Linked DNA regions of Rattus norvegicus: region 1 is linked to region 2. Evidence: chromatin contacts called from public Hi-C data. All regions are on one chromosome and are shown on one strand. Each heading gives the region's core, a stretch centred on a gene start, on an enhancer-like site or on the middle of the called end of the contact. The rest is flanking DNA. Distances are from core to core; before and after follow the strand shown. Region 1 has its middle 41 kb from the start of Tomm20. Region 2 has its middle 170 kb from the start of Tomm20.

Region 1 (6,256 bases), core at 3,156-5,655, 130 kb before region 2:
ACGGGACAGCTTCCTTTTGTCCAGGGTTCTCTTGACTTTAATGTGCAGGGATCGTCTTCTGCTGTGAAATGGAATCAGGACCTGGAGGCTGGACACTGAAGCCTCCTGCCTTTTTGGCGTCTGGTCCCCACAACTTCATCCTCCAAGAGTGTCAGGGTCACGTTCCCCAGACTTTCTTCTTCCTATTCTGCTAAGAGACTGTGGTTCCTGAGACCCCCTACAGGCAGACTCTGAGGCTGCCTCCACTGAAGCTCTCCAGCACCTTTGTTCAGTAGTCCACAGAAGCATGGTCTCTGGAATTACACATTTTAATTGACACCCAAAGGCTTGTGTGATTCACTGAAGGGCTAGCCTTGGCTCTCAGTGACCAGTTTATCAGTGGCACCGAGTGACATGCAGGCCCCTGGGTTCCCTCTTTGGAGTTCCTAGAAGATACTATGAGGCTGGCAAGGTGACCCGTGGGCAAAGGCACTCGTTTCAAAGCCTGGTGACCTGAATCCAACCCCCACCCTCCTGGACCCAAGTGGTAAAAGGAGAGAACCAATTCCCAGAAAGTTGCCCATATGTACGTACACACATAAAGTAAAACTGGAAATATATTTTTGAAAAGGGATTTGAAGATGTACTCAGAACAAACGTATTAAAGTTTGAGAGAGGAAAAAAAAATAGAGGAGAAGCAAACTTGAAAACCCCAGCTTGGCCAGCACTGAGGAGGGTAGATAAAGAAGAAGTCAGGCTTTCTGCATTAATCATGGAGATCAGAGGAGCAGCAGGGAGGCCCAGAGCATGGAGGGAAACACGCTTATGAGGGCTGAGCCTCGGACCTGAGCTCAGAGAGACCCAGTTCCAGGCCCGTGTGTCCAAGAGCAAAGGACTACACCAGGGACACAGGATTAGAGACAGAAATAGAGAAATCTTACGGAAAAAAGAAAAATGGGGCAGGAGAGAGGAGGGCTCAGTGGTTAAGAGCACTGGCTGCTCTTCAGAGGACCAGCGTTTGAGTCCCAGCAACCACACAACAGCTTGCAATCATCTGCAACTCTATTTCTAGGCTAACTGATGCCCCTTTCTGGCCTCTTTGGGCACTGCATGCATGTGCGTGCACACAAGATAAATAAATCTTTTGGTTCTTTTTTTTTTTTTTTTTCGGAGCTGGGGACTGAACCCAGGGCCTTGCGCTTCCTAGGCAAGCGCTCTACCACTGGGCTAAATCCCCAACCCCTAAGATAAATAAATCTTAAGGTTCTTTTCTTTCTTTCTTTCTTTTATTTTTTTAGAAGAAAGGTAGAAACAGGCAGTGAGTTCAAGGCCAGTCTGCTCTACATAATGAGTTGTAGGCTAGCTGAGATTACTCAGAGAAACCTTGACTCAAGAAAACTAAAATAAATAAGTAGGAAGGAAGGAAAAAAGAGAAGAAGGAAAGGAGGGAGGAAAGAAAGGAGAAAGGAAGGGAAGAAGGAAGGGAAAAAGGAAGGGAAGAAGAGAGGGAAAAAGGAAGGGAGGGAGGGAAGGGGGAGGGGAGGGAAGGAGGGAGGGAGGAAGGAGGGAAGGGAGGGAAGGGAGGGAGGAATGGGTATGAGATGGTGAGCTGAGGGAAGAACCCAGAACATGTGGACCATATAACCTCTGACCCTTTTAAGGCAGTTTACTTAACACCTGATTCTCCCAAGTTTGCATGCAGCAGGCTCTCCTCCCGTGTGCTCCGTTTAGGAAGTCCAGGTAAGGAAGGATTTCCAGAACTCCTCTGTAGACTGGCACCTTTCATGTGCAATCTTGGGGCTTCTGCTGGTCCCTCCCCATCTCTAGCTCTGTCTCTTGCACAAGTGTCACGTGTGTGTAGATTGGATTCTTCTCCACAAACGTCCGGGCCAAGCCTTGTTGTCCCATGGGCCACATCACGTATGCCTCACAAAACTCTGTTTCTTTGCGTTGTAATTTGTCTCAAGCCCAAGCCCAGGGTGGGGTGGACCCAAGAGGGCTTCTCTGTTTAGGGGAGTGTGTGCTTTACTTGGCGAGTGGGTGTTTGACAGACACAGCTTGTGTCTTCTTCTTTAAGAATTTGTTTTTAATTTTTATGTGTCACATTTGTCTAGATGTATGTGCACTGTGTGTGCATTACCCACAGTGGCCAGGAGAGGGTACTATACCCCTGGGGACTGGAGTGGCAGGGAGTTGTGAATGGCAGGGAACTTGGGTCCTTTGTAACAGCAGCAGCAAGTGCCCTTGACAGCTAAGGCATCTATCCAGCCCTACTTCATGTCTCTGTGAGAATCCTGTTCCCACGGAATGATGGGCTAAAGACACATCCATCACCTTGGATTTAACCTGCCAGGTGACACTTCCGTAACAACTCTTCAGTTGGTCAGGTGAGTGCTTTGATCCCTAAGGTTGGTGTTTGTTTGTTTGTTTTTGAGACAAGGTTTCTCTGTGTAGCTCTGGCTGACCTGGGACTCACTCTGTAGACCAGGCTGGCCTCAGACACAGAGACCCACTTGCCTTTGCCTCCTGGATGCTGGGATTAGAGGCATGCACCACCACTGCCCAGCTAATTCCCGAGTCTTTAAAATCCTGGATGTGTTTATGTCTTTTTGCCTTTTGATCTTCTAGGCTTGAAATTTCTAATCATATCAAAGTCCTCAAAGTGACCTCAGATGTCTGTCTCTGAAAGGATTTCCGCTTGGCCGCATGTGGTGGGAGCTGCTCCTCTGTCAAGAAGTTATGCTAGCTCCTGCGTCTGGTGGCATTTGTAATGGGGCAGAAAGACAGAGCCACTATTTGCCTGCTATGTTTTCGTGGATTTTGATAGAACTTAACATTACCTATACCACACACGCCTCGTGCGTACGTGTCTACAACAGAGTCTAAGTTTTACGTGAATATTTAAGCATTGCATCATCAAGACCATCTGTGTGATTGCAGAATTGGGTGCTAAATGATGGGTGGGTAGCATAGCCAGTATGGATGTCTGAACAAGGGGCTAATTCATGGCCCAAGTGTGGTGTTGTGGGGAGGGAAGGCATCCTCTCGTGTTCCGTAGGCGTTTACTTCTGGTGCTTTCCCATGAGGTATCTTCACACTACAGTTGAGTGTGAGTGTTGGCACAGAAGAACACTCATGGGGCCAGAGGTTACTGTGTGTGATCCTCTTGTGCACAGCAAACATCTGAAGGCAAGACCTACTTTAGCACAGAAAAGTTTTGGTGCACTCCACCTCGCACAGCGGATGCACGGTAAGTGCGTTGAAATTAGCCTTGGAATATCTCAGGTAAATCCAAAGGAACTTGGTCTTCAGGGTCTTCTTACAACTGATATAACAGCCAAAGAGAAGCACCAGATGGGATCCCAGAGCTCTTATATTTCCCTATTTGTGTTTGGAAGACCCTGATAATTGGCCATGCCATATACTCACGCAGATCCCTTGAGTTTCATTTTGCCGAGGGAAATGTGATATGCTGAGTCCGTGTAATCACCCAGCTGACTGTTGGGACCCCAGGGCTCTCCCCGACCTCACTGGTAGGCTTGCTTTCAGCCACATGCAGCCGTGTGCTATGTATATGTGCAGACGGTAGGGCCCTGCGTACACACACACACTGCTTATAAAAGCAAACCAAGGTCTGACGAGGTAATCCAATCACTGCATAAATGCTTGCCACAGAAGGGTGAGGATCAGCGCTTGATCCTCCAAGGCTGATCACTGGCCTCCGTGGGCATACACATAGGTGTATACACACACACACACACACATGCACCTGCACTCATGAACACAAACACTTGCACTGTCTAGAATGCTGTGTCCATTGGTCATGGTCAAAGGCAGTTGATCTGTGCTCCTTCCTACTGGACCGTTGTTTCAGTGATGTCTCAGGTAGGACATCCTGTGGGGCTTTGGAGTGATTTCTAGTTTGGCCAAGCACACTGGTCGGCAGCTGCTGGGTGATTGTGGGAGAGGCTTCGGGATGTAGAGTATCAGGATCCCCTTGGAAGCTGTTAGTCACAGCACAGCCAGTGGCATGTCAGCTCCCTGAGTTCTTGTAGTCACTTGCTGTGTAGGAATTAGTGTAACACTAGGCACTCGGCAAAAAAAGGACCTGATCCCACACAGCTGCCAGTCTCCACGGAACTTGTCCTGGGTGCTGCTCTGACTTTGTCCCAAAGCCAGGTTGAGCAACTTCTCCTCTCTTTAGCTGACGATGTTAGTCATCGCTGACACCTGAGTCTCATTTTTCCAGAACAGTCCCTATAAACAGGTCATTCGATATGACACATGTTTGGTGCCAAATTCCTTTGCAGATACGTGTGTGTATTTTGCATGTTCAGGTGGTTCAAAGGCTGGCCTCCCTCCTGTGAGTGCCTGCTCCTGGGCGCTTCAGCTGCTGGCGTAACCTTTGCTCCAAGCCTTTCTTTATTCAGGGTGGACTTTACTCTTTTGCCTATCTATCTCCATCAACCTCAACTGTCACCAAACCCCTTCCAAAGCAGGCACTCTGCTAAGTCCAGGGGCATAAAGCAAATAGAGTTCTATAAGAAGCAAGCACGGGGCAGTGCTAAGAACTAAGTAGGCTGGACCATCATGGTACTGACAACTTTCTGAGCAACATGAGCACCCAGAGCTGCTCAGTCTATCTTTATCCTGCCGGCCATCAATCGATAGGAAGCACTTAGTTTACAAGTGTGAAGTACCAAGGGGGCTTCTCTCAGACAGGCTCTGCCCAGATGCAAAGCTAAGAGCCGGGACTGGTGCATATGCCTGCAATCTCTGCAACTCGTACAGATTTGTAAATTTTGTGTTCCGTCTGGCTGACTCCGAGAGACCCTGTGTTGAAATTGGAATTTTAGAAAAATTAGGAGAATATAGCTCAGTAGTAGAGTGCTTGCCTGTTGTATGCAAGACCCTGTGTTCAATCTCTAGTACCGAAGAATCAAAAGCAGAAAACGAATAAAAAGTAAAAGTGTGCTCTGCCCATAGTAATGCAAACGTCATAATAGTTTGCATTAAGATGACTCAGTGAAAGGTTTATTTCTAAAAATTATTTTTATTAAACTGTGTGTGTGTGTGTGTGTGTGTGTGTGTGTGTGTGTGTGTGTGCGTGTGTGTACATGTGAGTGCAGGTGCCTTGGAGAAATGATGGCGCCTTGTGAGCCTCCTGATGTGATTGCTGGGAATCTAATGCTGGTCAATCCTCTGCAAGTTACTCAACCACATCTCCAGTCCTTAGAGCAGTGGGTCTGTGACTCCCTCAGGGATGTCAAACGACCCTTTAGCAGGGGTCACATATAAGGTATCAGACGTTTGCTTTACAGTAGCAGAATTACAGTTATGAAGTAGCAATGAAAATAATTTCACGGTTGGGGGTCACCACAACATGAGGGACTGCACTAAAAGGTCTCAGCATTAGGAAGGGTGAGAGCCAGTGCCTCAGAGGAAGGTGTGTGTGTGTGTGTGTGTGTGTGTGTGTGTGTGTGTGTGTGTGCCAGTTGTAGCAAGTCCAGGACTTTTTCTTTTTACTCTGGCATGTGTGTTTATTCTATTACGTGAGCAAGACAGACATTGCACCCAGAGCTACTTCATTCTCTCTCTGTCTCCCTTCCTCCTTCCCCAACATCTCTTTCCTCCCTCTCTTCCAACTAATTCTATATATGTGCACTGTACTGTGGTTAGGCCCACAAGGTCCCTTTAGAGCCTGGAATAGAGGCAGAACATTAGCATAAAGTGTCTCTACCAGAGCCAGTCACACAAGATGCCCCACCTGGGTAAACACCATTTGCATATCAATGGTTACAGCCCTTTTCTTTATGAGAACAAGCCAGGGCTCTGTTACTCAAACAGGTGGACAAACATCTAGGGAACCCTCAAACCCTGGGCAACCTGGGAACAGAGGCCCTGACCTCAGACCTGAGGCCAGGGCCTTGCAGCCTCACCTGTCCGTTTCTGCTGTTTTTGTGCACTTTTCACAGCCCCAAGTCTTCCTTCGCAGATGACCCGGCTTCCAGAAGGCAACCAGATTGGGAACTCAGGCTCCTTCTCTTGTCTCACAGATGAAAGAGATTGAAAATGGATTCAAAAGGAAACCTGAAAACAATTTTATTAGCACTGTAGACAGAAAGCCAGCAAGGCAGGCGGCCACCTCAAGAAGAGAAAATTGTGGGGTTTTTTTTTGAGTTCGAGGTCAGGAAAGTAGGCAAGTTAAGCAATGGAAATCTTCAAGCAGCTGAAGATGCAGCATCCAATGGGGAGAGAGGGAGGGAGGGAGGGAAGA
Region 2 (6,387 bases), core at 3,385-5,884:
CTCTGTTGGACTAGGGCTAAACCTAAGTCTTGCATATGCTAGGCAGGTGCTCCATCGCTGTGCTATATAACCTGAGTCCTCTTCTTCATTCTTTATGTTTGGTAAAGGGTCTCCTTAAGCTGCCCAGGCTGCCCGTGAACTTAACAACCCTCTTCTTCAGTCTCCTGAGCAGCTAGGATGACAAACTTGTGCCACCATGCTGAATGTAGCTATTACATCTGAATAACTCATTAATGGCCTCAGTGGAGCCGGGAAGACTTCCATTTTCAACGTGTTGACCGGGGAGCAGCCCATCATATCAGGGGATTCCTCTGTCAAGGGTTTCAATCTCAAGACTGACATAGTGAAGGTAGGTGTGGCCTGGAACAAATTTTGGAGATAGATATAGGATTCAAGGTCATGAAGCTGGGTCTGTTTCATTTGTAACCTCCAAATCTAAAGATGCGTCCGAAATGCTTCTCTCTACTCTCCATCACAGGCCTGGCTGTTCACACAACCCTCTTCTGGTTACAGGAGCCAGAAATAGAGTCAGCCCCATGGTAGTGTCTCCCCTACCTTATGGTCACTCTTCTTCTTCTTCCTCCTCCTACCCCCTCCCTCCTTCCTATGAAATAGGGGAACACTCATTCACCTGTCAATCAAGGTACCATTCTAGCTATCCAGTTGGCAGCCATGGTGCATAGATGCTCAACATCCCCCAAACCAAAAACAAACAGACAACAACAACAAAGACCCTCAGCCCTGTTCTCTTGAACACACATTTCTATACAGTCACCCTAGTCTATATCTCCCTTATTTCTCTGTACCACCTGGAACTGCTGGCCTTTTCCCAGCTTCGAGACTTCTTTTGCTTCTTCCACATCTTCCCTCTCTCCTTCTCCATCTCTATCGCCAACAGTTCTTTCCCAGACTTTTATAGCAAATCCTTCATTTTGCTTTGAGACAAGGTCTCATGATGTAGCCCAGGCTGACCACAAACTTGTGATCAGGTTAGGGGGACGGCTCTGCTGGGAAAGAATCTGTTCCTATACAATCGTGAGGGTCACACCTGCTCAAGTTAGCTGATGTCTAATGGACCCCACTTTTCTCGAAAAATTCTCAGTGACAATGACCCAGCACAGCCGGCTGGCAGAGAGGCCACTTGGCCTAAGCACACAATGACCACAAGCCCTCTTCTGTGGGCTGCACTTGTCTGAGAACAGAAGGAGGCTGTACTGACTGTGGTGTTCAGGCTGGTAAACTGAGTAAAGATGACATGAGGCCACGAGAGTGTGACAGGAGACAGAACATGTACTGGATTCCCGTGGAAAGGTGACTGACTGGCCACTCTGTTAGGTTTGATAGCCCAGTTCAAAAGAGCCCCAACCTTTGTGACCAGTCTGGTTTTATTCTGTCACTGTGACAAATATTATAACCACAAGATCACCATTGGGGAAGAAAAACAGATCAAACTTAGGGGAAACTTACATTTTAGTGTCACAGTTCATCCTTGGGGGAGCCAGGGCAGGAACTCAAGCAGGAGCTTGAAGTGGAAACACAATCTCCCCCGTCTGAGCATCTTCAGTCTGTCCCGAGTTCCGAATAATAGAGGAATTGTGGTCATTTGGGGGACCTCATGGGTATCAAATCATTAAGCCTGGGAAATATGGAATATAGGAACTGACGCGATGCTTTCAAATGATTAGGGGGAGGCAGACAAGTGTGCCTTGTTTATGTTTAGCTAGCTTTCCCATACAACCTTGTCCCATCTGCCTGAGGAATGGTGCCACCCGCAGTGGGACAAGCCATCCTACATCCATTTATAATCAAGACAATCTCTCACAGATATGCCTACAGACAATGTAATCCTGGCATGGAGGCCTCTCCTCTAAGCTGTGTCAAGTTGACCATTAGGTGGACCAGGACAGTGGCTGAAGAGGGCCATCTACCTGGGATGCATTAAGAGAAGCACAACAGGAGCTAACTGACCAGGTGAAGGGCACTTCCCGCAAGTCTGGCTTGGAGTCACCATTGTACCTCCATCTATCCAAGGGTTTGTTCCTTCCAAATCATGTTCGCAGACCCACAATTCTATCAGGAGAGCACCCCAACTCCACCCCCAACCATCCAAAGGTGGAAAGATCAGACCGGAATTTGGGAAGTACTCTTCAGGTGTTCCCACACTGCCTGCAGAATGGTCTGATGCGGAAGACACAAGCTGAGATGAACTCTGAGTTCCAACATCCAGGCAAGTGGGTTGGGGTCAGGCATCGGAGGATTCAAACTCGTGCCCAGATATGATTCCAATGTTCATTGTACCATTGAACCCCTCCCCTCCCTAAGGCAGGGTGATATTGTATCTCCTGCTTGAAGCTATCTCCTTTGGAAGAGATTAGGTCAAGTTGATCTCATGGAAGTTTTTTTTTCCCTTTGGGTCAACTCTCATTGTAAATATTTTCTCTCTGATTTTGCAACGCTGGGCAGTCAGTTACCAGGGCTGCAGAGTAAAGATAAGTTTGTGGGAGGGAAACCGCCTACCTCACCAATTGCCATGGGCAATTTCTGAATGTCTCTTGGCTTCGATGGTAGTTCTGAATGCCTCTTGGTCATACGTCAGAGGTCAAGGTCAAGGCTGTGTTGTAGATTAGACCAGTTTCATTTTTCCATGACTTCAGAAAAAGAAAAAGAAAGCAAAGAAAAGAAAAGAAAGAAAAGAAAGAAATGGACAAGTTAGAGGTGCAATAAGGTCTAGAGATGAAGTGGTACTGTGGTGTGATAGCTCTCAGGCCCCTCCCTTCCCAAGCAGAGGGCCCTGGTAGCCTCTGAGAAGATGGACTAGGGTAGAATCCTACTGAGAAGGCAGTAGCAATGGGCTAGCCCCCAGGAACCCCACTTTATTCCATACACAGTACTAGGCAAAGAGAGCTCCAGGACATGGGCAGGAGGAACTGGAGGAAAAGCGGACAGGGACCTCATGCTCCACTCTGGGCTAACCTGCAGAGCATCTTGAAGAGGACAATAGGAATTATATCCCATAGTGCCCAGAGGGGGAAGTGATGCCCCAGCATTGTGTGCTGGCTGTGTGCAAACTGAGAAGGTGACAGGAGATTGTCCTTGAGGTCAGGGCTGGAACAAGAATGAATAGATTGTTTTGTAAAGTTGTGATGGACCTACTCATGGTCTGTATGAAGTACCCAGAGCCCACGAGTCTTCCACCAGCATCCTGGCTGTCAGTGCTTTCCCTGAGAAGCCAGTCAGCACAGATATTCCTTCCATAGGATGCCTGTTTGGATATCCAACTGGCCCATCCTGTTCCCAGGCCTCTGTGGGGCTAGGGACTAAATGGCATTCCTGGCTTTTAATGTGTTGCTTCCAAGTCCAAATGGAAATGCGTCCTCCACCATCCTCCACCCCACATTTGCTCTTCTTAGCTTTTCTACTTAATGAGCTTCCCAAAGGTTCTCAGAAGTAGAAAGCAACGTGACAACGCCTTGGCGGGCTGCCAAGGTGCCACTGAACCTGAGTCACCTGCACCTGTCTGCCTACCCCTAATCATTTGAAAACATCGTGTCAGTTCCTATATTCCATATTTCCCAGGCTTAATGATTTGATACCCATGATGTCTCCCAAACGACCACAATTCCTTGCTATTATCCAGTACTTGGGACAGACTGAAGATGCTCAGATGGGTGAAATTGTGTATGCCTGTATTATCAACGCTCGGGAGATGGAGACCAGAGTTTGAGACCAGTTTTAGCTGTATAATTTGACCTTTATCTCAAAAAACAAAACAAAACAAAACAAAACAAAAGACCCCAAAGGCTTGAGATATAGCTTAGTGGCAAGGCACCTGTTGAACACAGACAGTTGGCGACCCATCACAAAACAGATCAGAACAAAACCCAGTTGTCCCAATAATTTCTCATGGCTCTGTATTTGAAAGCAAGTTCACGGTCAGATTCCACTGAAGGCTTGGGGTCAGTTTTCTGGGGCACTCCTTGCATGTGGCTCTGGCCTTTCACGAATGCCCTTATAATCTAACTTTATGGTTTATTTGTTCAGTAAACCCTTTCCAAGGCACTACCCTGAGTCAGGCCTCACCTAAGACCTGGGACTCCAGAGATGGCTGAGAACTGCTTGGTTGCCAGAAGGACATTTTATTTTAAGTGCCCTCGACTGTGCCCACCGTAGAACAGATCTGTTACTCCTCCAGAGAATGGGCCTTCTGAAGCAAGTATAATTTCTCGGGTCTCCACAGCAGCAAACCTTGCATCTGAACTAGATAGTGTGAGTCTCTCAGTGTGATCATAGAGGGAATTTTATCTCTGCCCCTTAAAACCTTATGTCTTAAGAGTTTGAATCCCTTGGTGCCTGGAAGCCACTGTTGGACTGGAGGAATTTCGATACAGGTCAGAGGGTAGACCAGATGACCTTTGACATTTGCCATGACACTGTGGTTTGGATATTCAGGACAGCTTACAGCAGAATCAACTTTGCCCTCCAATATTTTTTCTAGGCTTATTGATATTTCTGGTCGAAGTCCACCAACTGGCGTGATCCAACCAACTGGGATTTATGTGGCATGAAAGTAGGGCACGGCTTCTTGCCGTTACCTTTTACGGCTTGGCTGGGGCAGGAGGCCTGCCCTCCTCTCTTCTGTTTAATGTGTTATCGACTGAGGCAGTTGAAAGGAGGGCTGGGCATGGCAGGGTGGCACAGCTCCTGCCCCTTGCCTTGATTTCTCACCTGACTAGAAACCTTGCTATCTATGAGGTTATTTTCAGAGGCGTAATCCATATGTTGTTCCATGGTGAGTGAGTGTGGGGGGGAGGAAACATGGCTTGGGCAAGGGAAATTCAGCTTTATGACTTATTTGTTCAATGAAATATTTTTTTTTTGAAATCTGCCCTGGGTTAGACCTTGCCTAAGATCTAGGAATCCAAGACCCACCCTGTTGGCCAGGAGATCGCCACTGAGTTACAGAGACCTACCATTAGTATCACAATGGAAGAACACCCAGTGTTCCAGGGGACAGAAGGGCATCTACCTCAGAGCGCTAGGGAGCTAGGGTGCTACCTGGAAGAGGTGGCCTTTGCCTCATATCTTGAAAGATACATAGGAGTTTTCTGGAAGAAGAAGTAGGAACGTGGCCACCATATCCTGAGAGTCAGGTCAGGTAATACATACTCCACACGGGATTTTTAAAAAATAATGTTTCATGGAAGTTAAACAATTTGTCCAAGGGGAAGAAGATGTGGAGGGGTCATCACACACTCTCTGGGGAGACACCTGCCTCATTCTGGACCCAGGTAGTGCTCATCTTCTTCTAGGTAAGGAAATGTTCACATCAGACATGGAACGGGCTGTGTTTGTACCACTGCTCACATGTGAAGGTCAGGGGTCAACCTTCAGGAGTTGGTTCTCTCCTTCCCCAGGGTGGGTCTCAGGGATTGCAGGTCTGAGCTCAGGCTTAGAGGCAAGGACCTTTACCTGCTGAGACATCTCCATGGCCCAACACGGTTCTCTTTAATTATTACAAAGACTACGTTAGTGGAGAAGGTGGTGATAGGCATGGTGTTTCTAGCTACTGGGTAAGGGGCTCCAGTGAGGGAGAGCAAAGTGGCTGTCCACGGACACCATGTTGAGGAGAAAGCCAACCTTCTCTGGCCCTGCCTCTGGTGATTGACAGGTGTGTTTAATGCATTTTTCTTTTGGCTGAGTAGAGTCTCAGTTTCCCCATTTGCTTGTTTTTACCAAAGTTCAGAGCTGAAAATACAAAGGGGGCTCTGAGAGGAGAGACAAGGAAAGGTACAGTGGAGACGAGAGGGTGATGGAACTCATATGGTGTGAGAGCAGAAGGAGAGGCTCTCTTGGGAAGGAAAGGTGCCAGACAGATGGGGCAGGCAGTGGAGCAGCAAATAGGAATGAAATACAAGCTGGATGTGACACACCTATCATCCCAGCACTCTGAACATGGGAGCAGGAGGATCAGAAGTTCACAGTCATCTTCTGCTACAAAAGTTCATAGCCAGCCTGAGCTACATCATACCTCAGAACCACACACCAAAGAACATAGCATGGTGTTGTGTACACATCCCAATGTCATGGAAAAAGCCATTTCTTGTGTTGCTAGCTTAGAAAAAGTCAATAATAGGGTCTGGGGAGATGGCTCATCAGGTAAAGCATTTGTCTCTTAAGCTTGATGACCTGAGTTTGAGTCCCCAGGACCCATGTATACGCTAGGTTGACATGGTGACCTGCCTGTAGTTTTTGCCTCAGCAGAAAGACAGAGACGGAAGGTCCCCAGAGTAAGCCTGTTAGCAAGGACCCCCCACCTCCCCCCAAAATACTCGGCTGGACAATGCAGTCAGGCTGGAGCTGCCGCCCTTAGAGAGCAGCAGGTGCTGG

The links. Hi-C and Micro-C count contacts between places; a contact is called where the count stands out from the background.
Region 1: a Hi-C map of liver shows a contact between it and region 2, with 7 times the contacts expected there. The contact joins two enhancer-like sites. A contact is called at or near these places in 3 of 12 Hi-C or Micro-C datasets (hepatocytes and liver).

The regions. Positions count from the first base shown.
Region 1 is chr19:71,788,505-71,794,760 of GRCr8, reverse strand. No RefSeq gene overlaps it. Among named protein-coding and RNA genes, the nearest start is that of Tomm20, 41 kb to the left of the region's middle. Within about 2 kb of position 4,405, at least 6 of the 93 cell types and tissues checked have an H3K27ac peak or open chromatin away from gene starts, as enhancers often do. A contact at or near this core is called in hepatocytes and liver, where this site is marked.
Region 2 is chr19:71,658,963-71,665,349 of GRCr8, reverse strand. No RefSeq gene overlaps it. Among named protein-coding and RNA genes, the nearest start is that of Tomm20, 170 kb to the left of the region's middle. Within about 2 kb of position 4,634, at least 3 of the 93 cell types and tissues checked have an H3K27ac peak or open chromatin away from gene starts, as enhancers often do. A contact at or near this core is called in hepatocytes and liver, where this site is marked.